7 separate regions of the Mus musculus genome follow, and regions 2, 3, 4, 5, 6 and 7 are each linked to region 1. The links are chromatin contacts, called in public HiCAR-type and promoter capture Hi-C maps. All regions are on one chromosome and are shown on one strand. The core of a region is the stretch at or near the end of the contact, and the rest is flanking DNA. Distances in the headings are between cores, read along the strand shown.

Region 1 (3,463 bases), core at 578-3,077:
TCCTCTCTCTTCCACATTCACACCACGGCATGCACATGCCTGCAATCATACCATACACATCCTCCTCCTCCCCCTCCTCCCCACCCTCCTCCCCACCCTCAGCCTCCCTGTCATCATCCATCCTCACCATCATAGAAAAATGCATTATTTATTTGTGAAATGGAAAGTTAATAGGCAAACATTAACTAAATGCCTGATTTTTTACATTTTTTTAGAGAAACATTATTCCCTATGTTCTCTTTCTACCTAGGCTAATTTGCGCCAGAAAATTACTCACTCCGTCCAGACTGACCTTAGCCACATGAGAAGAGATAACACCTCACAGGTGTACCCTTTGAAAGAGGCTAGCACCCAGTCCAAGAGAGAAGGCAGCAGCCGAGTGCCCAGGCCCCAGATTTTCATAGCTGGCCTTCGTGGGGGACAAAGCAAAACAACCTATGGGGTGAAGGTGAACTTAACCAGAGCGGTGGACGAAACCTAGAGATGGACGTTTACAGGAAGCTGCTCCTTAGTGGCACGGATGGAGGGTTTAAAGTGCTGTGCGTGTATAAAGCTCATTTGCGGGGCTGGCACAGTCACTGGTTGTGTGACTGTGCACTAGGGCACCGTATCCTGCCTGACTGTTATGCAAATCTAAAAGCAGTTTCTGTAGTACATTTTTCGTTTTATTAAAATTGACAAGTAAAACTCTGTCCGCGTATTTGTTTTATATTTTAGACAAAGTTTACAGCATTAAGATTGACATTGCAATGCCAGCTAGATAGTAGTATGCTTATCACTGGAATAGAGGCTGCTTCTAAAACCCTACAAAATGTTAAGCCCTGACACTCTGAAACACAACGCTCTGCTTCATTGCTATTTAGTGATAACAGATTTCTATATCATGAGCCTTGCTATCTGGAACAAGTGAAGCCTACATTCATATGCTGCCTTTTAAAAGCCAGAGAATTGATATTTATATTTGAATTTTGGGCTCATTGAAAAAAATCAGAATGTCTGATAAGACTGGCTGGCATTCCAGCTTGATCCTTTTATGCTCTGTTGTCTGCCTCAGAGCCCGCTGTGGCTTAAGCGCTTCCCACTTCCCACTCTGCGGCCTTATTTGGCTCATAAGCAGTTGGGTTTTCAGGTCCTGAGAATTCCAACTTTTTAGAGGTATAGTTTTTTTTTTTTCCTTTTCCATTTTTTATTAGGTATTTAGCTCATTTACATTTCCAATGCTATACCAAAAGTCCCCCATACCCACCCACCCCCACTCCCCTACCCACCCACTCCCCCTTTTTGGCCCTGGCGTTCCCCTGTACTGGGGCATATAAAGTTTACGTGTCCAATGGGCCTCTCTTTCCAGTGATGGCCGATTAGGCCATCTTTTGATACATATGCAGCTAGAGTCAAGAGCTCCGGGGTACTGGTTAGTTCATAATGTTGTTCCACCCGGGGTTATTTTCTAATAACATCCTCTAGTCACAGTAACCATTAGAGCGGTTGAAGTGCCTGTTAATACAATCTAATTTTTCTGAGGTCTTTTTGCTGCCTGAAGTTACCAAGTTAAGCTAGACAGTGACAGTAAGGATGATGAAGACAGACACAGTACTTCCGAGCAGTATGTAATATATACTAAATTTATCCAAGAGGTAACCATGGAAGGCCGTGATGGAGTTGAAAGTTATAAAAGTCCGAGTTCTCGGAGCCTCTCTAACGGTCTTCACACAAAGGAATAATCGAGAGCATTTCAGAATCCTTCTTGCGGGGCCCATCCTCTCGGAGGGGCTGGTCTCTAGAAGGAAACGCTCGGCCACCTTGACTCCGCCCCCCCTCGGTCGACCGGAAGCTGCGGTTTTCCGAGCCCCCGCAGGACCGAGTCTCCCAGACTTGTCGCTCCGCACGCCGCGCGGCTTCCGCCGTAGCCCCCGCTTCCTCCTCGCGCGTGTGGTGCGGCGGGCTCTCTAGGCCGGTGCGTCTCTATGGCCGCAGGGGCGTCAGTTCCGCAGACTCTCTCGGCACCATGGCTCCGGCGAGAGGTGAGGCCGGGCTGCGGGCGGTCGCTAGGGAACGGCGGCCCGGGGTGTGCTGGCCGGGCCGGCTCTGGGGGCCGAGCCCTCCCTGCAGGGAGCGGCAGCGGGCTGCACCCGCACACCGGTGCAGTGAGCCGCCCGGGCGCCGGCCAGGTCCCTGCCTGGAGCGAGGCTGTGGTTCGGAGCCCTGGGCTTGAGGGCGCGCGCTGCTCCTCCCGATGGCGAGCCGTCTGGCCAGGGCTGTGGTGGCTGTCCTTTCAGGTTTTACGTAAGCTGGCCCCAAGGCTGAGGTTTTATTCTATAGCACTGTGGCTAGGACAGGCCAAAAGGCGGTGACGATTTTGTATTTATTTATTTTTAAAGCAGGAACCAACACTACATGGTCTCATTCTATAGCCCACGTTGGCTTCAAACTCGGGGAGATTTTCCTGCCTCAGTTTTACAAGCGCTGGGATTAGTGGTCTGTGCCCTCATGCCTGGCGACAACGTCGCTTTTTTTTTTTTTTTTAATTTTGTTTGTTTGTTTTTGTTTTTTCACCATTTCCCCAATGAGCACTGGCTTTAAGTCTAAATAAATGTTGGACAAGCATTTAAAGAATATCCTTTTGCGTGGATGTGAAATTATTTATCTTTGGGGGAGGGGATTTGACATTTAACATCAGGCGCCATGTAAGTTTTCTGTGGTGGTGGATTGTCCCATATCAGATAAGTCCTGTAGCATCCGGGAAGAGGGTAATAGGAAAAGTAGGGCGATTGACAAATGAACACTTAAAAGATGCAGCAGGCAGATCGGTACCCGCAAGGGTTGTTTACAGATTTAGACTTCTTGCCAGCACATACGTTGTTACATTTGGGTGTGTTGCACTTTTTTATCCTAATGAAATACAGTTTCTATACCTCCTTACATAGAGTCATCTTAACGATTACTCACCTGCTACTTCCTGCTATGTCCAAGCTTTCAGGTATGACAGTAATAGTCCCCCTAAAATGTAACTGGAAAACAAAAGGATAACTCCAGACTGACTCTTCTGGGGGATATTCTCCACCCAGAAACAAATGCCGTGGAAGGTAACAGATTCTCCACAAAGGGGGTGCTGGATGATCAGTGGGCCAGGTTTCTAGTTAATGGCGTGATATGATTTGAATTCTTAGGATAGTTTAAAGTAGCTGCGTACCATGAATATTTATATTACCTGGGAACGTTGACATTCCTAATCAATGAAGTTTCATCCTGGAAAATGAAGAATTGTAGAAGAAATGTTTTGATCTTATGGTAAACTGAAATGTAAGTGGAAATCATGGTTACAAGGATTGGTTTTAAAAGTTGAAATGTGCTTCTAAAGTGGTATTACAGACCAAAGTCATCTATGTTTTATAGTATCCAAACTTAGACTTTTCTACTTTGATTAGTAATTATTTTCAAGAATTACATTTGCAGACCTTTTCAT
Region 2 (3,463 bases), core at 489-2,988, 1.7 Mb after region 1:
GGGAGCTACTGTGCACCTATCTTTGCAAATGCCTTGCCAATACAATCCCACTCAGCCTTTCCCTGGGCGGATCTACCAAATGCTATATAATAGTAAAGTACCTGAGCAATTTAATTTTTTTGGGAAAAAAAAAAAGTGGCTGAACGATCGACCGTGGGACTAATTAAGGGAAGTGCGGATGAGTGGAGCGCAGAGGTGCACACACAAGTTTAAATAACGGGGAGCCAGCACTAGTCCTCTCTGGAGAAAAGCCAGGAAATGAGGCGACTTGAAAAGCTGTTTTTCATCTGCCAGACTTAAGTCTTAGTTAACTGTATTCCCTTTCTGATTCACTGAAGTACCTGCCAGACGCAAAATCAAAACTGTCTTCCGAGAAAGGCTTTGTAGAGAGAATTTTAAGTTCCGTTCGATAGATTCTCAATAAAAGTTCTTAAAACTCCTGTCACGGGTACTTTCATTCCTCGGTTTCTTTAGTGTGAGACACTAAAGAGATTAATCCTTTCTCTGGGATATTTACAACTCGGAGAACGTTAACAGCCCCGTTCAACTGACCTTTTAAAGTGACCTTCCGCTTTTGTGGGGAAAAAAAATTTTTTTAAATTAAAGAAAAACATTCTGGAATCCTAAACTCAACTTCTTTGTTGTGTCCCGGGAATGAAATGCAAGCAGCCCCCAATCCGAAAGGCTAACTTCAGCTCCTTCGGCAACAACAAACAGTTGGCTTCAGCGGCCAAGGATTGCTCGCCAGGCGCCCACCCCCGGGTGCGACACGAGATGCATTCAGGGTGTCTGGGGACCTAGAACCCCGCGGTCTCCCGGGAGACGCGGATACCACCTGCAGCGCGGGCCCCGCCCCAGCGCCCCGGTCCCACGCCGCAGACCCTCCCGCGGCCACGGCGGGGAAGAATGACACGCGCAGCTGTGGGCGACCCAGCCGGCACGCTGCCGCCAGCTGCTTCTTTTAGCTCGACATCCGACCCTGCTCCCCGCCGCCGTCTGCAGCCCGGCCGCTCCCCTCCCCCACCGCAGCGCCCCGGACCCGCGCGTCCCGCATCCCCCCCACCCCCAACACACACACACACATCGCTCCCAGGGCGGGGACCGCGAGCGCTCGGCCGGTTGGCTCACCTCCCTCCTCCGGCCCGCTGTCCAGCTCGGCGTCCGAGGACTCGGGCCCATCCTCGTAGCCCGCCAGCCCCACCAGCTCATCCTCCTCCTCGTCCTCGCCGCCGTCCTCACCCTGCGGCTGCGGCTTGCCCAGCACTTGGCTCATCACGCCCACGCTTGCCTCCAAGGTCCCGCGTGGGCCGAGTGGCCCGCAGCGCCCTGGGGCCGCGCCTGGTGAGCAAGGGGGTGGCAGTGGAGCCCAGCCCCCTCCCTGCCGCTGCTGCCCGAGAAGCCAGCCGGAGCGCGGCAGTTCTCCCCGGGAGCGCGAGGGAGTGACTGCGTGACCCGAGTCACCTGACGCTTGTCACACACACACACACACACACACACACACACACACACACACACACACACGCAGCACCACCGGGCGCGCGCTCGCCGGCCGCAGCCACCGCTTGCTCGGCCACACACGTTCTCCCCCTAGAGAGAATTCGGGTGTCCAGAGCGCACTGGCCACCGCCCTCGGGGACTTCTGCTCGCTTTCTCTGCAAGCGTGGCCCGGGGACCACCCGGACCCTGCCGCCTGCTTTCTGCAGTGCCCCTGGCTTGTGCTGCGGTCTTCAGGCTTTCTACCCACACCCTACCCACCTCCACCCCACCCACCTCCACCCCACCCCAGTCTACCCCACCCCCACTAGGCTGCCCCTCAACTGTGCGGTACTCAGGCCCCACCCCCACCGCCACTCCAGCCTGCGGGAGCTGGGAGAAGTGCACAGTGGTGGGGTAGTTTCCATAGCAGCTGCCTCCTAAAGTGCCTTTTAGTTCAAAGGATTTCCCAGCAAGAATACTCCAAACTGTGGTCTACGTAGACATGTTTCCGGAGAAGTCACATGTCTCGTGATTTATATATAAACATGCTATACTAAATGATTCCTTTGCAACCTTCGGGAAAACCTAAAGTGTATAACGCCCTCGGGGCTTCTTATGCCCCAACTGCTATTGTCTCATTGGTGTAGTCCCACGTGTTTTAGGGCTTTTGTGGGAGGTGAGGGGCAGCTCTCAGATTGGAATAGAAGCGATGTGGGATGAGGAGGTGCTCTCCTCCTTCGCCAGCTGCTCAGCACAGTGTGAGCACCCTTTTCTGGGGTGGGGGGTGAGGGAGAGAAGAGGAGGGAGGGAGGGAGGGGGAGAGGGAGAGAGAGAGGGAGAGAGAGAGAGGGAGAGAGAGAGAGAGAGAGAGAGAGAGAGAGAGAGAGAGAGAGAGAGAGAGAGGAGAAAGTCACGTGCATAAACTTCCTTCAGTTAAACAGCGGGCCAGCAAGGTGATCCGGATCCTGCAGGTGCCAGCAGCTCAGCAGGTGGGGAGAAAGGCAGCTCAGCCTGGACACTTGCGGCCCGGGACAGGGCTTCCTAGGGGTCCTCGGAAAAATCTGGGTAGGAATAGGGTTACTAATCCGTGACGCATGTCCTGGATTTCTTCTAACTGGGTGGCTGCTTTCAACAGGAAAGCTTCTCCAAGGAGAGGCAGTAGAACTCTTGTCTGCATGGTCAAGGTCGTTCCTATGCCACATACAAAGATGTGAACTGAAAAAGGCTTTTGAGCGAAGAAACAGTTTTGCAGATATATAAGCAGCAGAATTTAGGGAGTACAGTCAAAGATTATCAGGTGGGAAGCTCACACCACCTCCAAATTTAGTGGGAGGAAGTGAAGGGAGCCAGTTCTGTAGAGCAGCCAGGTAGCAGCACCCCCACACCACCCCACATCCCCGCCCCCACCCTCCCCACCCTCTGGCCAAGCAGATAACAGAAGAGGGCCCTGGCTGCTTTCCTTCTTCCTATCTCTGTGTGGTCTCCTGGGAATGACTGCCATTGGTCCAACACACCCAGAAACCCGTGGGCAAAGGAAGACTGAAACCAAGTGGAGGCCAAAGGGTGGATGGAGAAAGCCGACTCTCGTTACTCTCCCCACCGGAAGGAAGCAGCCTTTTCTGACCCTCATGAGAACACCTTTACCACAGAGTTGGTAGACGTTTCAAATGAGCCATGACTCTCAGGTGCTCTCAGAACTCATTTCTCACTGGCGATTTTACTTCTATAGCGAAGAGAGTGGGCTTTGTGGCTCATCCGGTTGGTAGTTTTTGTCTCTCCAGCGCCTTGTCAAACCCCATGTGCTGGGCAGCAGCAACTTAATGAGATTGAGGGCAGCTTGAAATCCTTGAATCTCTGCAGGAAGCGGCCTGGGGAGGAAGGGACATTTCCCCAGAGTAGCTGTAAGGCTTTGCGGCTGTCCCAAAGCCAGCTTGCTAGTCTGTGGGGAGGTCTCTAAACTGGCCTATTTCAAGCATCAGAGAGGTCC
Region 3 (3,463 bases), core at 471-2,970, 1.7 Mb after region 1:
ATAAAAGGAAGTTGTTAAAAAAAAAAAAAAGATTGAACAATTTCCTGACAACATTTCACACTGCATTATTCTCTGGACATCTGCCTAAGGACCTCTGCTGCTCTAGGTGTGACTAAGTACTGTACAATTTACTGCACAGTTTGATTTTAAAAGTCCAACAAATTTAGCTAGGTGGCAAACACCTTTAATGTCAGTTCTGGGAAGGCAGGGGCAGGAGGATCTCGGCCAGCTTGGTCTACAGAGTGAATTTCAGGACAGCCAGAGCTACACAGAGAAACTGTCTCAAAACAACAACAACAAAATTCCAACTAATTTAATCATTCTGGCATCAAAATGGTAAAATCCAGGCATTTCTACTTTCTCTGACCTTTTTTAACTCTTCAGGTTTTAAGTGATGGGCTGAAGACAGAGACATGTCCCATTAAAATTCAGCCATATAATTCTTACACAGGCGTGGTCAAATTTTAAACAAACACCGTAGAAATGACTAATTCTACATCTGGTCCCTAAGGCCACTTACTTATCAGCATTCAAGCTAACAACATTCTGTTCAGCCAATATTCTCTGGCTTTTCCTTTATATATTCTAAAAATTTAAAATATATATATATTTTTAAAAAGATTCACAATACCAACTCTTTCCCATAAAGATATCAGACTTAAGTCCAAACTAAGAAGCAGTGTGGGAAAGAAAACAAACGGTGACGAGAGTTCTAGTTCAATGATCATCAATACCCTGAGGCTTATTATTCAGAGCTAACAGGGAGGAGTTTTTTCCCCCTGACAAATTATCAAAGTACATTTTTTAGGCTCCAGTAATTTGTGCTACGTCTGCCTTAAAAGATATGACAACTGATAATGGGTTTTTTGTTTTTTGTTTTTGGCATTGTTTTTAGTGCACCAGAAAATAACTGGAGGCCAGGATTGTCTGAGGGCATTAACTGAAGGAAAGAAATTCAAAGTAGCAATCAACCCCCCCAAATCATGGTTAATTCCCAAGTGCACAGCTCAACTAGTTTAGCTACAGGACATATTTTTTTTTTCTACGTCTATAAATTCTCCCCCAAATACTGAAATTGGATATTTCAACCACAATAAAAATGGGATATTTCAAATGTGAGTCAAACACCTAACAAAAGTTCGTCGGCAGAGGCGGAGGGGACACGAAGGACGCAGATGCGGCCAGGGATGGTCAGTAGTGCGGACCGTCGTCGCCTTCGCACCTGCCCTTGGCTCGGCTGTCTCCTGCTTCGCTCCGCAGACACCGGGAGGAAGAGGCCAGGAGCGGAGGAGCGCCAGCGCATCGGGGGATCCGCAGCGGCCGCCCGCTCTGCGGCCTGCACCCCCGGACCGGCCGCGGCCTCGCGTAAAGCGCGAGCCCGGAGCAGCCGCGAGGGCCGGCGGACACGAGCGGGCCGAGGCGCCGCGCTCTGAGTCCCGGGTCCCCCGCCCGTCCGCCCGCCCGCCGCCCCAGCCCGGCTCACCCGGGCTCTTCAGGTTGTAGCGGGTCTCCATGGCGGACGTCCCCGCTGCCGCTCTCGTCGGCGCCGCAGCTGCCCGGGTCTCGCGCGGCGGACGCGCCTAGCGAGGGCCTCCGCTGACACCGCCCAGTCCAGCCCGACCGCGGGCGAGGTGCGTGCCGCGGGGTCCGCCTCCCTGAGGGCCGGCCGGGCGCCGGGGCGTCGCCGAACGGGGCGCCGGGCTGCGGACGGCCTGCGGGACTGACGTCCCGGCTGACGCGCCGCTGCGTCACCGCCGGCGCCGGGTCTGTGAAGTCGGCCTGACGTGGCGGGCGCTTCGTGGCGGTCGGTCACTCGGCAGCGGCGGTCCCGCGAATCCCGCCCGCCCGGCAGCCCTGGGGAGACGGGCGGCACCCTCGTCGTCCCCTCGGCCCAGCCCGGGAGACCGACTCGCCGCGGGCCCTTCAGGGGTTCCCGCGGAGCTCGCAGGGAGCTCGGAGGAACGGCGCAGCCCGGAGCGGCGGGCGGGCGAGCGCGGCCTGGGACTGCGGCGCCGTGATGTGCGCTTCTCCGAGCCCGCAGTTGGCCTCGGTGCGATGGACGGGAGTGGCCCCTAGCTCCGCGGTGCGGTTAGCTAAGGCAGCGTTTTTCGGGGTGCATCAGAACCTCCCAGAAATAAAACCAAGGGGTCGCCTGGAATGTTAATAAAAACGCATAAATGGGACAGGTCGGTCTGAAAGAGATGCGGTGCGTTTGTCTTTTCGGATCATGGAGGACAGAGAAAGTAAGGTTCTGGTTCGGACGGCTTACCGAGATAAAAGGGCCTCAAAAAAGGGAGGGAGCCAGCGGAGATTAGAGAAGGTTATAGGTGGAATGAAGATTAACCAATTAGACAGATTAGTGTTCTTGTTTAACATTGTCAAATGTGTTTGTGGGAATGTCAGTAATTTTTCCCAGCCGTCTGAAGGAGGAGGGAAAAAAAAAAGATTTAAGTGGCATCTTCTAAGCCATTAAAGGCGATGTTTTCTGAATAGTACGGTGATAATCTGAAGAATAGAGAAGCAAGCAAAACCGAGCTTCAATGTGCTTCTCCATTAAGCTTTCATTCTTTGTGTTCAGTCCTCAAATTTAGCATCCAGCAACCTGCGCTGCTCCGACCGGCCCCATGACCAGGCCTGCCGAGGGGGTGTAGTCGTTCCCATCCGCCCGCCAGCCAGACTCGGAAGGCACTTTGCCCTGAGGCTCTCCTCTTCCTCCCAACAATGGAGATAAGGATGTTTCTCTTTTATTTTATTCTTGAAGCCACATCACCTCGTCCTTGGGGGCTCTTCCTTAGGTAAAAGACAGCAACAAATCCGGCATTGAGTTATGGGCCCATGGCAAAGCTTAATTATAATCACTGCAAGAGAAAAGTCAACTCTTAATTTTTTTCTAAATATAAACATGTACAGAGAGGGTAAATATGATTTTTTTTTAAAAAAGGAGTAAATGCTAAAAGTTACTAATTGCTTGACTGTTAACTGGGTCGGAAAGATTAATTTTCCCAGAAATGTAGGTTTGTCAAAAGAATACTTTGTTTCTTCAGAACAAATTCCCTCCTAGAAGAAAGTAACAATTTTCAGCAAACAAAAAGATTCCATCCCAAATTAAAATTTGGAAGAATTTCATCTTATTTTTTATAATAATCCTGACGATAACTTTAAAAAATAAAAAACAAACTTAAACCAGTTTCTGGCGATGCTGCAAATAACAAAAGATGAAGTTCAAAACACTTCAGAGTCTTGACAGCTTTGAGCTACAATCCCCATGTGTTGTATGTGTTGTTCCCCGTTTCTCTAGACAAAGCCCTGTGAATGTGGTCCCCTTCCCCTTAGCGTTGACATCCTGATACAAGCTCTACTGGACGTTGAATGCTTGATCAATTCATTTACTCTTCATGAGTGTTGGCAGTGACACAGATTATTTTAATGGTTGAAGAAAATTGAAGTCTTGAAGAAATTGAGC
Region 4 (3,463 bases), core at 343-2,842, 1.4 Mb after region 1:
TACAAGAAGGGCTGAAATCGCCCGGCTTGGTAGCGCATGCCTTTAATCCCAGCACTTGGGAGGCAGAGGCAGGCGGATTTTTGAGTTTGAGGCCAGCCTGGTCTACAAAGTGAGTTCCAGGACAGCCAGGGCTATACAGAGAAACCCTGTCTCAAAAAAAAAAAAAAAAAAAAAAGGTCTGAACTGAAATCAGGAATGGATATTCCTGACTTTCACCATCATCTGTTCACTATCAAAGAATCAATGTACTGGGAGTGGCTGTGTAGAAAGAAGTAAGATGTCAGGGCTCCCTTCTGGGATCTCTAGCCTGAGAACAAAGACATTCCCTACTGCTGGCCAAAGACAATGGAACTATTCCCTGCCTCTAACCTCCTAGCTCATTCCCATCTTCTGTTCTCCTCACAGTGTGTGTGTGTCTATGTGTGTGTGTGTGTGTGTGTGTGTGTGTAGTGGAAGCAGGTTTGCGGCAGAATGTGTTTGGAAGTCAGAGGGCCACTTTGTGGTTTTGGCTGTCTTTCATTTTTAGGTGGCTTACAGGGATGGGACTCAGGCTGCTAGGCTTATATAGCAAGCATTTTAATTACTCACTGATCCATCTAGATGCCCTGCTCTTTTTATTATGAGGCAGAGTCTCATTAAATTCCCTACACTAGAAATTTCCCATCCTCTACTTCTGCCTCTCCAGGAGCTAGTGTTACAGGTCTTGACCTTGCCATACCTAGACCAGAGTTCAGATTCTTCTGTTAATTTTTTAATGATTTGTGTCTAATTCTTTAGTCTCTTGTATGCCTTACTGTAAAATGATTAAAAAAAAATTATTGGACAATGGTGACATGGGCCTTTAATCCCAGCACTAGGGAGGCAGAGACTGGTGTATCTCTGTGTTCGAGGCCAGCCTGGTCTACAGATCGAGTACAGAGTACAGCCTGGGCTACACAAAGAGTAACGCCATCTCGAAGAAAGAAAAAAGAGGAAACTAAATAAATAAAGCCCCAATCATTAAAGAAGTATGTTTCAAACAAGATGAATTACAGAAATTGGTTCTGAGGTCCTATTTGGTAACTGGTGTCTACAGTTCTTTTCTGTATTAAACTGTGAGTAGAGAATTCTGTTAACCCAGTTAGCTAGCAACTGTAGCAGAGCTGTTTTCTCTGGGTGGGACAAAGGCCAATTGGTTGGCAGCAGCATCAAGTTTCAGGGGCAATGTGAGATCTCAAGAGACTCCCAGAGATCTTTAGCTATAAAGGCAGTAAAAAATTAAAGGCCCATTTTCGGCATTATAGAGTACTTCTGATGAGCTGAAGAATCCTTCAGTAAACCCTTTTTTATTTTCACCACCAGGGTTAATTGGCAGCGTCGGAAAACCGAATGAGAAACCACATAGCCAAATTTCACTGTAGGTTAAATGGAGGCAGATCTTCACCAGTGCTGTAAATCCTTAGTGAAATAAATCCTTAGTGTTCTCCGAAATCTCTTAAAATTTTTATGTAGGGCTGAAATCGAAAACCTACAAAGCAGTCCTTTCTGGAGGTCAGAAGCTTCCTAGTTCCTCCACCGCCTCTCTCCTCCTCCTCCCCTGCCCCACCCCCAGGCTACCCCAAAGGATCGCTGCCAGGGAGGTGAGGCAGAAGTCGAACTTCATTGTTCACGGGACACTCTCGGTAAGAGCCCGTTGGGCGCGCCTGCGCAACGTGCGCTCTTTGTGAAGGGCTGCAGCAGGCTGCTTGTTTGTGTCTTGCCTCGGGGCGCGGAGGCGGGACCGAGGGAGTGGCCTGGCAGGCGCACGCGGATTGGGCCGCCGCAGGGAGGTGGGCGGGCACGGGGCGGGGCCTCGGGTAACAACACTGGCCGCGGTGGCCAGCGCTATTTGTTGCTGCGCCGCCTCGCCCGAGTCATGGTCCTTGCTCCGAACCTTCCAGCAGCAGCCTCCGCCGCCGCCCCGTGACTCCTGCTCCCCGCCTTTCTGCCGAGTCCCCGCGCCATGACCGTCGTCTCCGTCCCACAGCGAGATCTCGCTCTGAGCGGCCGCTTAGCGCCGCTCGGGTTCCTCGGGGCCCTCCCGATGGTGAACCCGGCCCCGCCGCCCTTGCCGCGCCTTCCGGACCCGCGCGCGCTGCCACCCACCCTCTTCCTGCCGCACTTCCTCGGGGGGGACGGGCCGTGCCTGGCGCCCGCGCCTCGCACCACCGCGCCGTCCGGCTGCACCTTGGCCCCGGCGGCTGCCCCGCGGGCGGCGCCCAAGAAGCGGCGGAAGAAAAAGGTGCGGGCCAGCCCGGCCGGGCAGCTGCCCAGCCGCTTCCACCAGTTCCAGCAGCACCGGCCGAGCCTGGAGGGTGGTCGCAGCCCGGCGCCGGGGCCAATCGTCGCGCAGGAGGAGCGAGGTCTGGCGGCCACTGCCCTGCTCCACAGACAGCCCCCACTCGCGAAGGAGGTAGGGCCGGTGGGGGCGGGGCGGCTGTTTACTCGGGAGGGAAGTTTCCGTGACGCTCGCTCGAGTGGTGGGGCGGAAGCGGGAGGGGGGCTGGGCGGCTGCGCTGGCGCCGCCCATTGGCTCCGGAGCCAGCCAATGGGAGCGGCGGCTACGGCCCAGCAACAGCCTGCATTTAGAAGCTTGGCGGCGCTCCAGGGGGTTTCGGCGTTCGGGGCTCAGGGACCTGCGGAGGGCTGACGTCAGCCCGCTACGTGCAGCGCTCTGGGGCGCTCATGAAGGCGGTGCTGGGTGGGGGCGGAGGCGCAGGCGCAGGCGCGGTGCCCAGTGGGGCACCGGGCGGGCGGGACCCACGCACAGCCAGATCCGCTGAGTCGGACTGCTGTTGGGAAGTTGGCAGGAGTCTCCGTCTGATGCCCGACGCGAAGGTGTCCCGGGCCCTGTGCAGGCCGGCACGAGCTTGCCTCGCTGGAGGGGGCTTCTAAGCAGCGCCCTGAATGAGTTTTTAGAAGTTATAAAATGGACTCCTCGGTTAACGGATCTGGATAACTGGGATACAGTTTTGTCGAGGCTAAAGGATTTGAGAGTTGTCTTAGCATGAAAAACAAAAGCCGAAACCACCTTTTTCATACAGCTTGAAGAATTCTTTGTTGGTAGTGACACGAAAAGCAGCCATTGTACTGAAATTGTACTTGATCAAGATGTGCCCATGAAGAGGAATAAGAATTTAGATCCTGAAGTGGTTTTTTGTTTGGTTTGGTTTGGTTTTTAGTTTTTCAGACAGGCACTTGCATTAGCTTAGAACTCACTGTACATTGGAGAAGATTCTATTTTTCAGAGGCAGTTTTGAACGGGAAAGACAGTATGACCTTGTACTTGGGTCTCAGTTTTTGTGTCCTTACTATATCATGCAAGCATCAGAGGGGCAGTGATCTAAGGGTGTTTTCATTTGGTGCACATTTCTGTAGATTATGCTGGGAAAGTTACTACAGTGCAAAAGTTTGTGGCCTGTTAGGATTCGGGCTGTAGCCCCGG
Region 5 (3,463 bases), core at 519-3,018, 1.3 Mb after region 1:
AGTCAGGCAGAAAAACTGAGGAGTGATGTCTGAAGGAACAAATACCCAATTCTTAACACCATTATCCTAACAGAGTAGGGCATTTTCATGGGAAGATGTTCTCTTCTGGAGGTTTTATAAAGAAGACATTATGGGAAAGAAATAAATTAAAATTAAAATAGCCAAAGTTTTTTTTTTAAATAATGAAGACATCATTTGGCAATACAGAAAATACTGTGGCAGAGCTCACATGCATGAGACCCAAGATTCAATTCCTAGTACCACCAAAATTAGAAATAGTTTCTATGCTCTCCCAGAGGTCCTGAGTTTGACTCCCAGCAACCACAAGGTGGATCACAACCATCTGTAATGGGATCTGATGCCCTCCCTCTTCTGGTGTGTCTGCAGAGAGCAACAGTGTACTCACATACATAAAATAAATAAAAATAGTCCATATGGCTGAATTCCAGATCCACTCTTGCGGCTTTTTATACTGTGGCCTACATGTTCTTCCCATGCATGCAGTATAAACAGGTCTGATGGCTCATACCTTAACCCCTGCAATAGGACTGCTGCAGATTCAGAGTAGGTGAGGCTAGCCTAGGCTACAAAGAAATCCTTTCTCAAAAAGCTGTTAAAATTCATTTAGACGTATACAAAACTAACAGAAATCTGAAGCCAACTATTCAGCAGAACGAACTAAAACTGCTTATACAGCTTAGAATACCAATAAAATAAAAGCTATGTAATTTCTGAAACACATTTATTTTGCTGTTCAAGTCAGAAACTCAAGTCCTGAGGAACTCACTCTCCCTAATAATGCAATATTCATTCTTCAAGCATTAGTTATTTCTGTAATTATTTTTTAGTAGTGGAACTTACCGAGTGCCGTCTGCTTTCCAGCTTACTTTATAAGGCTTCTGCTCTAAAAGTCTAATATTTTGCTTGTCCATGGAGACAGGCTGTGCTCCAGGGAACCCAGACCTTAAAGAAAGAACATTAATTACTCTGTCATGGCTACAACTCATATAATGCAATCTTGTGTTAAACCAATCTCAAATGTCTCACATGTTGATCACAATGTTCTTCCTATCATGAGAGTAGTTTCAAATGGAGTAACATCAACTATCACAAAAGTTCTAACAGAAGACTATCATTCTCAGCCAGGAGTAGTGGTGCATACCATTAATCCTAACACTCAGGAAGGCAGAAGCAGGTAGATGTATGGATTCAAGGCCAGCCTGATCTACAGAGTGAGCTTCAAGACAGATACACAGTCTCAGGGGAAAAAAAGTTTAACAATTTCTTGACATTTTAAAATACAAGTTTACAATGGACTAAATTGCCACTGTTGTAATATAAATATTGGGCTAATTTAAGAATGTTATTATATAGGACTGGAGAGGGAACTCAGTGGCTAAATGCCTGTTATGTAAAAAGGAAGTGTTAGGGTTTCCAGCACCCATGTAAAAGCCAAGCCTGGAAGCAAGTGCTATAATCCCAGCAGTAGGAGAGGGGAAGGGGCCAGGGGTGCCCTCGGGTCTGGTACTGTTAAGGTAATTAAGCTAAAATTCAAGCTTTTCTCTGAAGTATGAGACACACCTGCCCCAGGCTGTGAAGTATAAAACACACCTGCTTTGCCCTTCAGGTCATGCGTACTAAATTTGAGGGGAAGCACAGTGCAAGCAGAGGTGGACACTGGGAGTCTTCCCCTGTTATTCTCCACTGGTAAGATCAGTCTGACATTAGTCAGCAGCAGCAGACACAAAGGGATCAAAGAAAAACTCTGCTGACAACAGCAGTGCTGCATTCTCCAGGAAGAGCTGAGTCATAGGACCCTGACTCAGCATGACCTTTACAGATTTCCTTGAAAAAACCTGAAATCCTCTTAAGCCCTCAATGTTCACACTAACTTTAAGAAGCAAAAATGCCCAATTAATGTCTGCATTAGCTGTGTTACACAAAGAATAAATTTTATTTAAAACTTGAAAATACTTCTTACCCTTCCCAGCCACAGAACTGATGACATTTCTGCTGCACCTCTCCTAACTTGGGTTGAGTTGTTACTTGAGTTACACCTTTAACAGTTATGCCTTCCAAGAAAATAGCTCCCTTTAAAGAAAAGAGGAAAAAATTACAATAAATATATAAGTGTGTATAAGTCTATACACACACATATAATTAGAGGACAAACATATTTACAAAGAAATAAATCAATTTATTCTCACAAACCTAAGAAGATTCATATTAAACAGAAACAATTTATTTTCACAAGCCTAGGAAAATTCATATTAAACAGAAACAGTCTGTCCACCTGCTGTACTAGTGACATCTATAACCTACCAGTTACAGAGGGGGCTCAGGCAAAGAGATTATAATTCTAAGGCTACCTTAGGCTATATAATAAGACCCAGTCTCAAAGCTAAAAAAAACAAATGGTGTACTCTAGGAAAGTCTATAAAATCTTCTAGGCTTGGGTTTTTATACTTTTTAAAACTAAAACATTAGTCTAAATGTATACTAAATTAGTTTCAGGTACAAAGGGCTACTGCCAGTAGTATCAATAAAACTATATAACAACTTTGGCTAATAAAGAGTAAGAAAATCTGGTCTACAAGTTGCAAAGTTCAACCTTCTGGCCAAGACTTGGCAAGCAAGGCACTTGGGAAGAGGAAGAAAAATATTACAAGTGATTTAGATAGATAGATAGATAGATAGATAGATAGATAGATAGATAGATAGATAGATAGACAGACAGACATCACTGTGTGGGAGCGGGGACTGAAGAGAAAGCCAACGGTTGAGAACACTGACTATTCTTGCAGAAGGACCCTGGTTTAATTCCAAGCAGCCACAGGGCAGCTCACAACTATCTGGAACTCCAGTCCCAGGGCATCCAACACCATTTCATACTCCCATGGACACAAGACATACAAGTGTTACACACACATACATGCAAGCAAAAGACATGCAAGTGTTACACATACATGCAAGCAAAACACTCATACACATAAAATAAATCTTTAAAAAGAAAACACACTTCTAGTATCAGCTGTGATGATACCTGTCATTCCAGCACTATGGTAGCTGAGGCAGGAAGTCCACAAGTTTAAGACCAGCCTGGGCTACACAGTAAGTTTGAGGCTAGCTAGGCTATATACTGACAGCCTATCTAAAAAGAACTTTTAAAAATCAGTTGTTTAATAAGGCTCTTTCTAGCATTAGAAACTAAATACCAAAAATATATTCTAAAAGCAAAGCTCTAAGACCTGTAATATACTGAGAATACTCAAGTTGTGTCAATATCCCTGTAAAATTATCTTAAATATGCCCAGCTGTGCCTTGTACCCGAGAGCCTCTCTCTCTTAACCATCATGCTTACAGTAAATATTAAAATATCTTTTTTCTTCTTTCATATGTTACATCTTCTCCCTTCTCTCCACCAAGTCCCTTCCACTTCCCAAGAACCACTCTTCCTGTTTCC
Region 6 (3,463 bases), core at 552-3,051, 1.3 Mb after region 1:
AAGAGGAAATAAGCAGAAATATAAATGAATATATTCCATATGAATTACAAGAAAATACTGAAAACCTCATTTCCTTTAAAGTGAATAATGAAAATATTTATACACACAAATATTCGTATGCACACATACAGACACATGCATGAACTTACTCCAATAGGCTGAAAAATAAGTCCATCCATTTCATGGCTGACTTCTTTGGCAAAATTTCCTTCCAGAAGCTATAAAATAAAAAGATATTCTTTAGAAATACAATGATCATTTAAAAATTACTTTAACTTCTTGCTTAGATTTATGAAGTTTTCTGTAACATTTAAGAACTGAGACACAGGAAAGAGTAGAAATACTGGATTAAACTCTGTGACCTTGGGTCCTAATGTGTGACTTCATCTTTGCTGGCCCCTCCTTCTCCACAGTGTACAGTCTCTCTAACGTGAAAGCAGAACATATCAGAGTCTGAACACGCTTATCTCCTTTAAGGTTAATATACGGTCTTGTTCTGCTCACTGTCAGACAGACTGAGGAGGGCAGAGGCAATAGATAGCAGTTTAAGTGGTTTACGGTTCAGGGCTCTGTTCTTTTTGCTCTTGGTCTTGGTTTTTGGAGGCAGGATCTCAAGTAGCCCAGATTGACCTCAAACTTCTATCGCCCTGCCTCCCTGTCACAGTGGCGAGATCACATGAGTGTTCCACACCCAGCTGAGTTTCAAGGCAGAAAGTTCTGGAGACAGACAGCTGGTGACGGTTGTACACTAACGCAAATGCACTTACTGTGACTAGACTAAATAGTTAACAAGATTAACAAGGCAAAGTTTACTGTAATGTTCTTAAAATTTCCCTCTGACTTTTCTTTGTTTTGTTTTGTTTCCCCTACATCAGCAAGTGAGCAGAGGTGGTAAACTCGAATTCCTGGAGCCATTACTATGCATTTTAGCCAAATTTTAGGACAGTTTAAAAATTCATACATTTTTCTTCAGTTCACTCTCAGATGAGGAAGAAATTTCACCTAAGTAAAACTTGATTATATATTAAACCTTTGACTCCTTATAAATAAAAATGAAAATAATCTCTGAAATACCATGAGTCAAGTATCTACTTACACTCATTCTGGACACTGAAAAACAGTATTACAATTTTGTTGAATACATATAACATATTCATCTTAGAGAAAATGAAATTCATTTTCATACTGATTAACACTAGGTACACAGACAGACAGACTGGCTGAGCCCAAATATTTATACATGATGGGAAAAGGTTAAAAGTAAATATATAACTTTGGTAATCCCTAAACTACCACACAGAAAGCTGTCCAATGTTCAGAACCTAAATAATGAACTTCTAGGAATTTAAGAATAAATTTTTAAAAATCAAAACAAACATTTTAAAGCATTTAGAACTAAGAACAAAATTATGGTAGAATGTTATGTGACAGATCACATTGAGAGAAAACTTTGGTGCATTAAATATCTAATTTAGAAATAAAAAGGCAGGGCAAGTGCTGTGTAAGTTTCTTGCAGACTGAAAGAAACATTCCACCCTGTAGGAAGTTCCTTAACCAGGGAGGTAAACAACTCAGAATAGTTTCACAAGTCCCAGAAACTGAGCAGATTCACTGCCCCTCCCTGCTACTCTAATGAAAGCCAAAATCCCTCACACAAAAGGAACCTAAGCTGCAAGGAAGGCTCTGAGAGGGAGAAAAACTGCAAAGACTGAGACCAGACCAGCTGCCTGGAACAAGCAGAGAGAGTGGAGCTGTCTAGAACAGGTTTAAACCAACTCAACCACTTAGAAAGAACATTCCCCAACCTGCTGAGCTGCCTGCAGGCTGTGCAGTATGCTCCAGGTTTCCCAGCTGTAAAGAGCTGCCTTCTATGTTGAGTGGGTGGGTTTAGTGAGACTGCTATCTTTTGCATCATTTCTGCTCCTGTAAGTAGCCCCTCACCCATATTTCCATGAGTAACCCCGGTAAAACTCATTGGTTCATTAAGTTAGACTTTGCTAGTATCCATACTTTGGTCTGATGTAGGCTCCCCATCTGGGGTGAATAGACATGTGTTATGTCTCCCCAAGAAAAGTTTTGTCACACAACAGGGAAAAGGAAAGGAAGGAGAGACAGCCAGGGCAACACACGCTTGTAGTCACAGCGCTTGGGATGCTGGGGTAGGAAGATGACAAGTTTGAGACCAGCCTAGGCTTCAGTGCAACTTCAAGGCTAGTCCATGATACCCAGTAATAAATCAACAGAAGATGGATGGACAGTCAGACGGACAGAAGGAGGCAGGCAGGGTAGCAGCATATTTATAATCCTACATGCTGGAAGGCTAAGCAGGAATATCACAAATTGGAGGCCAGCCTGGCTTACATGGTAAGATCCTTAGCAGAAAGGAGGAGAAAAGGAAGGCAGAAAAAAACTGGAGTCATGAATCAATGACCTCAATTTCTACTAGAAAATAAGAATTCCAACAAATTTAAGAACTGTGATTCTAAAAAACAACAGTCATTTGGGAAAACTAAGCAAGCTCAATGAGAATGATCTCTTTCCCTCATTTCTAGTCCTCATTCAAGAAAACAGCTGTGTACCTCACAGGATGATTTAAAAGGCAAATAAACAAAAAGTGATTTTTTTTTCTTTGAAACATCTCAGCAGTATCTTAAAGTACAAGTTATGACCAGGAAACAATAGGTTTTGCATTTTAAACGTTGATAGTAGGAATAGTCAGAAATAAGTTTTCAAAGTGACAGTATCAAATTGCAGAGAATGTCTCTGATGTGGCTCTTAGTGGAGTGCTTGCCCAGCAAGTGAGAAGGCTTGGTTCTCCCAACATTCAACCAGGCGTGGTCATCCATACCTATAAATCCTAGATCAGAAGTTCAATATCATCCTCAGTTATAGAGGGATTGAGGGCCAGTCTAGACTAGATAGATAATAGGTAGGTAGGCAGACAGGCAGACAGGTTATAAATGTATACCTATAAAGATTATATAGATTTTTTTTAAATAAAATAAAGTCACTCTAACAAAACTTCAAACTGGAGAAGACTGGTCCAAACAACAGAATGAAGATGCACACTAAGCATGGGTAGTCTTTGAAAGTAAGGCAGTACCCATAACAAGTACCAGAGTTAATGAGGAGACAAAAAAATGTTTTCAAGTTCAGATAATATTCTTCTAATAACTTAAATTTAAGGCACGATTTAAAGCTATTTTTAGAATTTTATTTCTATCATTATACTCCTAAGCAAAATGTCTCTATGGTTTTATACTGCATGTCCCTCTCTCTTACACAGCTGTATGTAAGTGAAACCTACTCGTGAGACATCATGATAGCCTAATGTAAAGCCTTTAAGCTTTAATTTCCTAGATGATGAACAGCTAAAATAGGACTGGTGATATGGCTCAGTGGGTGAAACAACAAACCCCAGAACTCCTGTAAAGTTGGGAAGCAAGAATCTACCCCTTAAAGT
Region 7 (3,463 bases), core at 273-2,772, 1.2 Mb after region 1:
AAAAAAAAAACTTATTTATATAGTACTCTGCCTTTAAAGCAAGAATGCATAATAATAAAAAGTGGGAAAACTGGAGTGATAACTTCATCAGTAAAGTGTTTGCTGCACAAACATGAAGACCTGAGTTGGATTCCCCACGATCCATGTGAAAAAGCCAGATGTGGTGGCAACAGCTTGTAATCCAAGCACCAGGAGGCAGAGACAGGATTACCTGCCAACCAGCCTACTCTAACTGTCAAGTTTGGGGCCAAGAAAGAGACCACCCAAAAAGCAAGGTAGACAGAATCTAAGAATCAGTACCCGAGGTTGATCTCCCTAGACACACAGACACAGAGACACAGAGACAGACAGACAGACAGACACACACACACACAGAGAGAGAGAGAGAGAGAGAGAGAGAGAGAGATTTCTCTAATAGATACTATGAAACACAAGCATGTGTGTGTGTGTGTGTGTGTGTGTGTGTGTGTGTGTACACAGTGAGATAGTAACACCAAAGGAATACTTACTTCTATTGCCAAGAAAGAGGGGGTGGGGTAAAATGTTGAAATGGGGAGCTGGGATGTACCTCAGTCAGGTAAGGTATGCCTAGCATGCATGAAGCTGGTACAACATAAAACTGGGCATGTTTTCACAGGTTTGTAATCCTTGCATTCATGAGATGAAAGCAGGAAGATCAAAGGTTTACGGTCAACTTCCAATACACAGAGAGTTCAAGGCTAGCTTGGGCTACCTGCTTCTACATCTCAAAAAACTTAACACTCAACAATAATTCTGATAAAATTACTAGTGTCTCTGGAAATGAGGTGATGAATAATATACTCAAAAATTTATGAAGATTTAATTGAAGAACTAGTGAATGCATGCCCACAACCATATATTATGAATGATAATGAGCTTAATTCCATCCTAAAATTTTACCAAATACATTACATAAATGCTAACAAAAGGGTGGCTTTGACCCATGGCATAATAAAATGTCTGTCACTGGACAGCAGTGGGGTGAGGGGCCCTACTTATAGAGAACTCATTAACGTCTGAGTACATAGGAGCTGCACCTTGAGTAAAGTGTGACAGTCAATCTATACATGGTTGCACTCCCTAAATCAGCCTTTCTTTTCTTCCTATTCAGATCTCTACAACATCCAACATCCATTCAGCCATTTTGTTTTGGTTTTGTTTTCACTTAAAATAAGCAATGACATATGTATGGATATTTTATCTGCATATATGTGTGGTGCACCACATGCGTGCCTGGTACCTAAAGAGGCCAAGAGAGGCCTCAGATCCCTCAGAACTTGAGTCCTGAGCTTGAGATGCCAGAGATGGGTGTGCTAGCAGAGACTCCTAGTAATGAGGTCAGAGAGACTGACCCAGGCATCTTCTGTGCAGGGACAGGGACAGGGACACCAACCCAGCCACAAAACCTTCAACGGGTCTGCAGAGTGTTCTGGGACTGGAGCCTAGTATAAACTGTCATCCGAGAAAGCAGCCAGACTCCATCAGCAACTACTAGGAACAGATGTAGAGTCAGTACCAGAGCCAAGCATTAGGCAGAGCTCCTGGATTCCTGTCGAGGAGGCGAAGGAAGGATCTGAAGAACCAGAAAGGTTAGGAGCACTCCAAGAACACGGCCTGCAGAATCAACTGACAGACTCACGGGGGCTCACAGAGATCATGGGGCCTGCAGGTCTGATACATGGTATGGCTGAATAACTATGCGTTCTTGTGGGATCCCTGACAGTGGGATCATGGCCCTAACAGTGGGAACAGGGGCTGTCTCTGACTCCTCTGCCTGCTGGTGGGAATCTGTTCCTCCTACTGGGTAGTCTCATCCAGCCTTGATATGATGGTATATGCCCAGTCGTATTATGGCTTGTTATGCCATATGTGATGTCCCTGAGAGGCCTGCTCTTTTCTGAGGGAAGGCAGAGTGGAGGAAATAGACATAGGGAAGAGAGGGGAAGACTGGGGGCAGGGAAGACTGCAGTCGAGATGTAATATATGAAAAAAAAATTTTTTAAAAACCACAAGATCTTTTTAAGTTCCCACATAGGTGTTGAAAATCAAGCCCAAGCCTTCTAGAAAAGCAGCCAGTGTTATTTACTCTGAACTATCTCTCAGCCCCTTGTTTTCCTTTCTTAAGACAGACTTACTTGCAGCCAAGAGGGCTTCTAATTCATGGTGTCCTACCTAGGCCTCCCAAGTGCTGGAGATATGGTTCTATGTCAATCAGTGGTTTCTCATTCTTAATTGCAACAAAACTCCAGGTGGGTTTTGTTCATGGTGCTAGGACTTGACCTCAGGCCTCATACATAAAGACAAGTCCTCTATATGCAGCTATATCTACAGTCCACACCAACACACTGAGGATGAAGAAATACTGCCTTTAGAACTTTGGTATGATTAAAAAGTAATTAGTAGAGTAAGCTATAGGACATAAATACTAGCCACAATATTTTTCACTCTTCTATATTTTTCCTAAAAGACATGTAAAGATATGGACATAACTTCAGTTTTCGTATTACTGTTTGGGGGAAAAGCCTGTATTATCTTTATGTACAGACAATTCTAAGAGTCTACATGATGTTAAAAGCTTCCTTATGACAGGTAAGAGACCTCAAATGAGCTGCAGGATAATATTGTATGAATTGGAGAACAAAACACTCAAAGATATATATAGTAAACAAGTACAAATTCAAGGAAGCCAATGGAACCTTTTCAGTATACCATATAGCATAATCACAGAAATGAGAATATTCAAGATTTATTTTAACAATCTCCTGGCTGCAGGGATCTCACTTCATACACCAGGCTACCTTTACCTCCAAGTGCTAGGCTTAAAGGTGCATTAGCATGAGACCTGGCCTAACACTCTGTATTATTCAAGACACAGCTTCAAAAACTCTACTTCAAGAGTTTTAGAATTCACATTTGTTAATAACTTTTCTGAAACTAGAATGTTTTTGACACTTGTGTAATCTTTAGTTGTCATCAGAGGGAGATGTAGGATGTTTGTGTGATTCTTCTCCACTGGCATGGACTACCTAGTGAGATTAAGAAAGCAAATGTCTTAAAACATGAAACAGGGCAGAGTTCCAGTGTTCTTTAAACAGTGTCTGCTCCTATAGCCTATATGGCCAATAAAACACACTAACAGAACATATTACCAGCAGGGATTCACAAGTCTGAATTAAACTGATTTAGCCCAGTTCTTTCTTCTTGCAGAATGTAAATGACAATATGTCAATAATATACTATAAGGGACACAACAACTAAGAGCATCAGCTTACTGGAGTCAAGTCAAAGCAGAGGCTATGTCCCCAAATCTCAATAATGAAATGAGAAAATCTTAGCAATGCTTTAACAACTAAGAAATTCAACCAAGAAAACCTTGAACCATTACTGGTAGCAGCTATATATAGTAGTAGTAATTAACAAATGTTCACAGAAAACTTGATAA

The links. Promoter capture Hi-C pulls out the DNA fragments that hold promoters and counts their contacts. HiCAR-type assays count read pairs that join an accessible place to other places. Capture Hi-C pulls out chosen DNA fragments and counts their contacts.
Region 2: a promoter capture Hi-C map of liver shows a contact between it and region 1. The contact joins the promoter of Rragd here to the promoter of Slc35a1 in region 1. A contact is called at or near these places in 2 of 39 promoter capture datasets (both in liver) and 1 of 9 other capture datasets (liver).
Region 3: a promoter capture Hi-C map of liver shows a contact between it and region 1, with 3 times the contacts expected there. The contact joins the promoter of Ube2j1 here to the promoter of Slc35a1 in region 1. A contact is called at or near these places in 2 of 39 promoter capture datasets (both in liver) and 1 of 115 datasets of contacts at active chromatin or transcription factors (astrocytes).
Region 4: a HiCAR-type map of astrocytes shows a contact between it and region 1, with 5 times the contacts expected there. The contact joins the promoter of Pnrc1 here to the promoter of Slc35a1 in region 1. A contact is called at or near these places in 3 of 39 promoter capture datasets (liver and pre-B cells) and 1 of 115 datasets of contacts at active chromatin or transcription factors (astrocytes).
Region 5: a contact with region 1 is called in a promoter capture Hi-C map of the HPC-7 cell line, with 4 times the contacts expected there. The contact joins the enhancer-like site here to the promoter of Slc35a1 in region 1. A contact is called at or near these places in 10 of 39 promoter capture datasets (the 3T3-L1 cell line, 3T3-L1-derived adipocytes, the C10 cell line and 7 more) and 1 of 9 other capture datasets (liver).
Region 6: a contact with region 1 is called in a promoter capture Hi-C map of stem cell-derived epiblast-like cells, with 4 times the contacts expected there. The contact joins the enhancer-like site here to the promoter of Slc35a1 in region 1. A contact is called at or near these places in 10 of 39 promoter capture datasets (the 3T3-L1 cell line, the HPC-7 cell line, cranial neural crest and 6 more), 2 of 115 datasets of contacts at active chromatin or transcription factors (astrocytes and embryonic stem cells) and 1 of 9 other capture datasets (adipose tissue).
Region 7: a contact with region 1 is called in a promoter capture Hi-C map of hippocampal neurons, with 4 times the contacts expected there. The contact joins the enhancer-like site here to the promoter of Slc35a1 in region 1. A contact is called at or near these places in 6 of 39 promoter capture datasets (3T3-L1-derived adipocytes, the C10 cell line, cranial neural crest and 3 more) and 1 of 9 other capture datasets (adipose tissue).

Annotation. Positions count from the first base shown.
Region 1 is chr4:34,685,802-34,689,264 of GRCm38.p6, reverse strand. Slc35a1 (solute carrier family 35 (CMP-sialic acid transporter), member 1) reads left to right here and starts at 1,827. Exons shown (of 8, transcript NM_011895.3): 1 at 1,827-2,021. The coding sequence starts at 2,006. It overlaps Cfap206 (cilia and flagella associated protein 206), which reads left to right. Exons shown (of 13, transcript NM_001347062.1): 13 at 251-691. The coding sequence ends at 481.
Region 2 is chr4:32,981,273-32,984,735 of GRCm38.p6, reverse strand. Rragd (Ras-related GTP binding D) reads right to left here and starts at 1,738. Exons shown (of 7, transcript NM_027491.2): 1 at 1,129-1,738. The coding sequence starts at 1,273.
Region 3 is chr4:33,029,637-33,033,099 of GRCm38.p6, reverse strand. Ube2j1 (ubiquitin-conjugating enzyme E2J 1) reads right to left here and starts at 1,720. Exons shown (of 8, transcript NM_019586.4): 1 at 1,484-1,720. The coding sequence starts at 1,514. 4933421O10Rik (RIKEN cDNA 4933421O10 gene) reads left to right here and starts at 1,777. Exons shown (of 2, transcript NR_036602.1): 1 at 1,777-2,243; 2 at 2,579-3,463.
Region 4 is chr4:33,246,916-33,250,378 of GRCm38.p6, reverse strand. Pnrc1 (proline-rich nuclear receptor coactivator 1) reads left to right here and starts at 1,592. Exons shown (of 2, transcript NM_001033225.2): 1 at 1,592-2,431. The coding sequence starts at 1,982.
Region 5 is chr4:33,336,491-33,339,953 of GRCm38.p6, reverse strand. It overlaps Rngtt (RNA guanylyltransferase and 5'-phosphatase), which reads right to left. Exons shown (of 16, transcript NM_011884.3): 7 at 1,982-2,091; 8 at 862-963. Among named protein-coding and RNA genes, the nearest start is that of Rngtt, 28 kb to the right of the region's middle. Within about 2 kb of position 1,768, at least 102 of the 459 cell types and tissues checked have an H3K27ac peak or open chromatin away from gene starts, as enhancers often do. A contact at or near this core is called in the HPC-7 cell line and embryonic stem cells, where this site is marked.
Region 6 is chr4:33,376,124-33,379,586 of GRCm38.p6, reverse strand. Rngtt (RNA guanylyltransferase and 5'-phosphatase) reads right to left here. Exons shown (of 16, transcript NM_011884.3): 12 at 150-218. Among named protein-coding and RNA genes, the nearest start is that of Mir8118, 60 kb to the left of the region's middle. Within about 2 kb of position 1,801, at least 19 of the 459 cell types and tissues checked have an H3K27ac peak or open chromatin away from gene starts, as enhancers often do. A contact at or near this core is called in embryonic stem cells and stem cell-derived epiblast-like cells, where this site is marked.
Region 7 is chr4:33,440,115-33,443,577 of GRCm38.p6, reverse strand. The region is part of intron 13 of Rngtt (RNA guanylyltransferase and 5'-phosphatase); the gene reads right to left. Among named protein-coding and RNA genes, the nearest start is that of Mir8118, 3.8 kb to the right of the region's middle. Within about 2 kb of position 1,522, at least 9 of the 459 cell types and tissues checked have an H3K27ac peak or open chromatin away from gene starts, as enhancers often do. A contact at or near this core is called in hippocampal neurons, where this site is marked.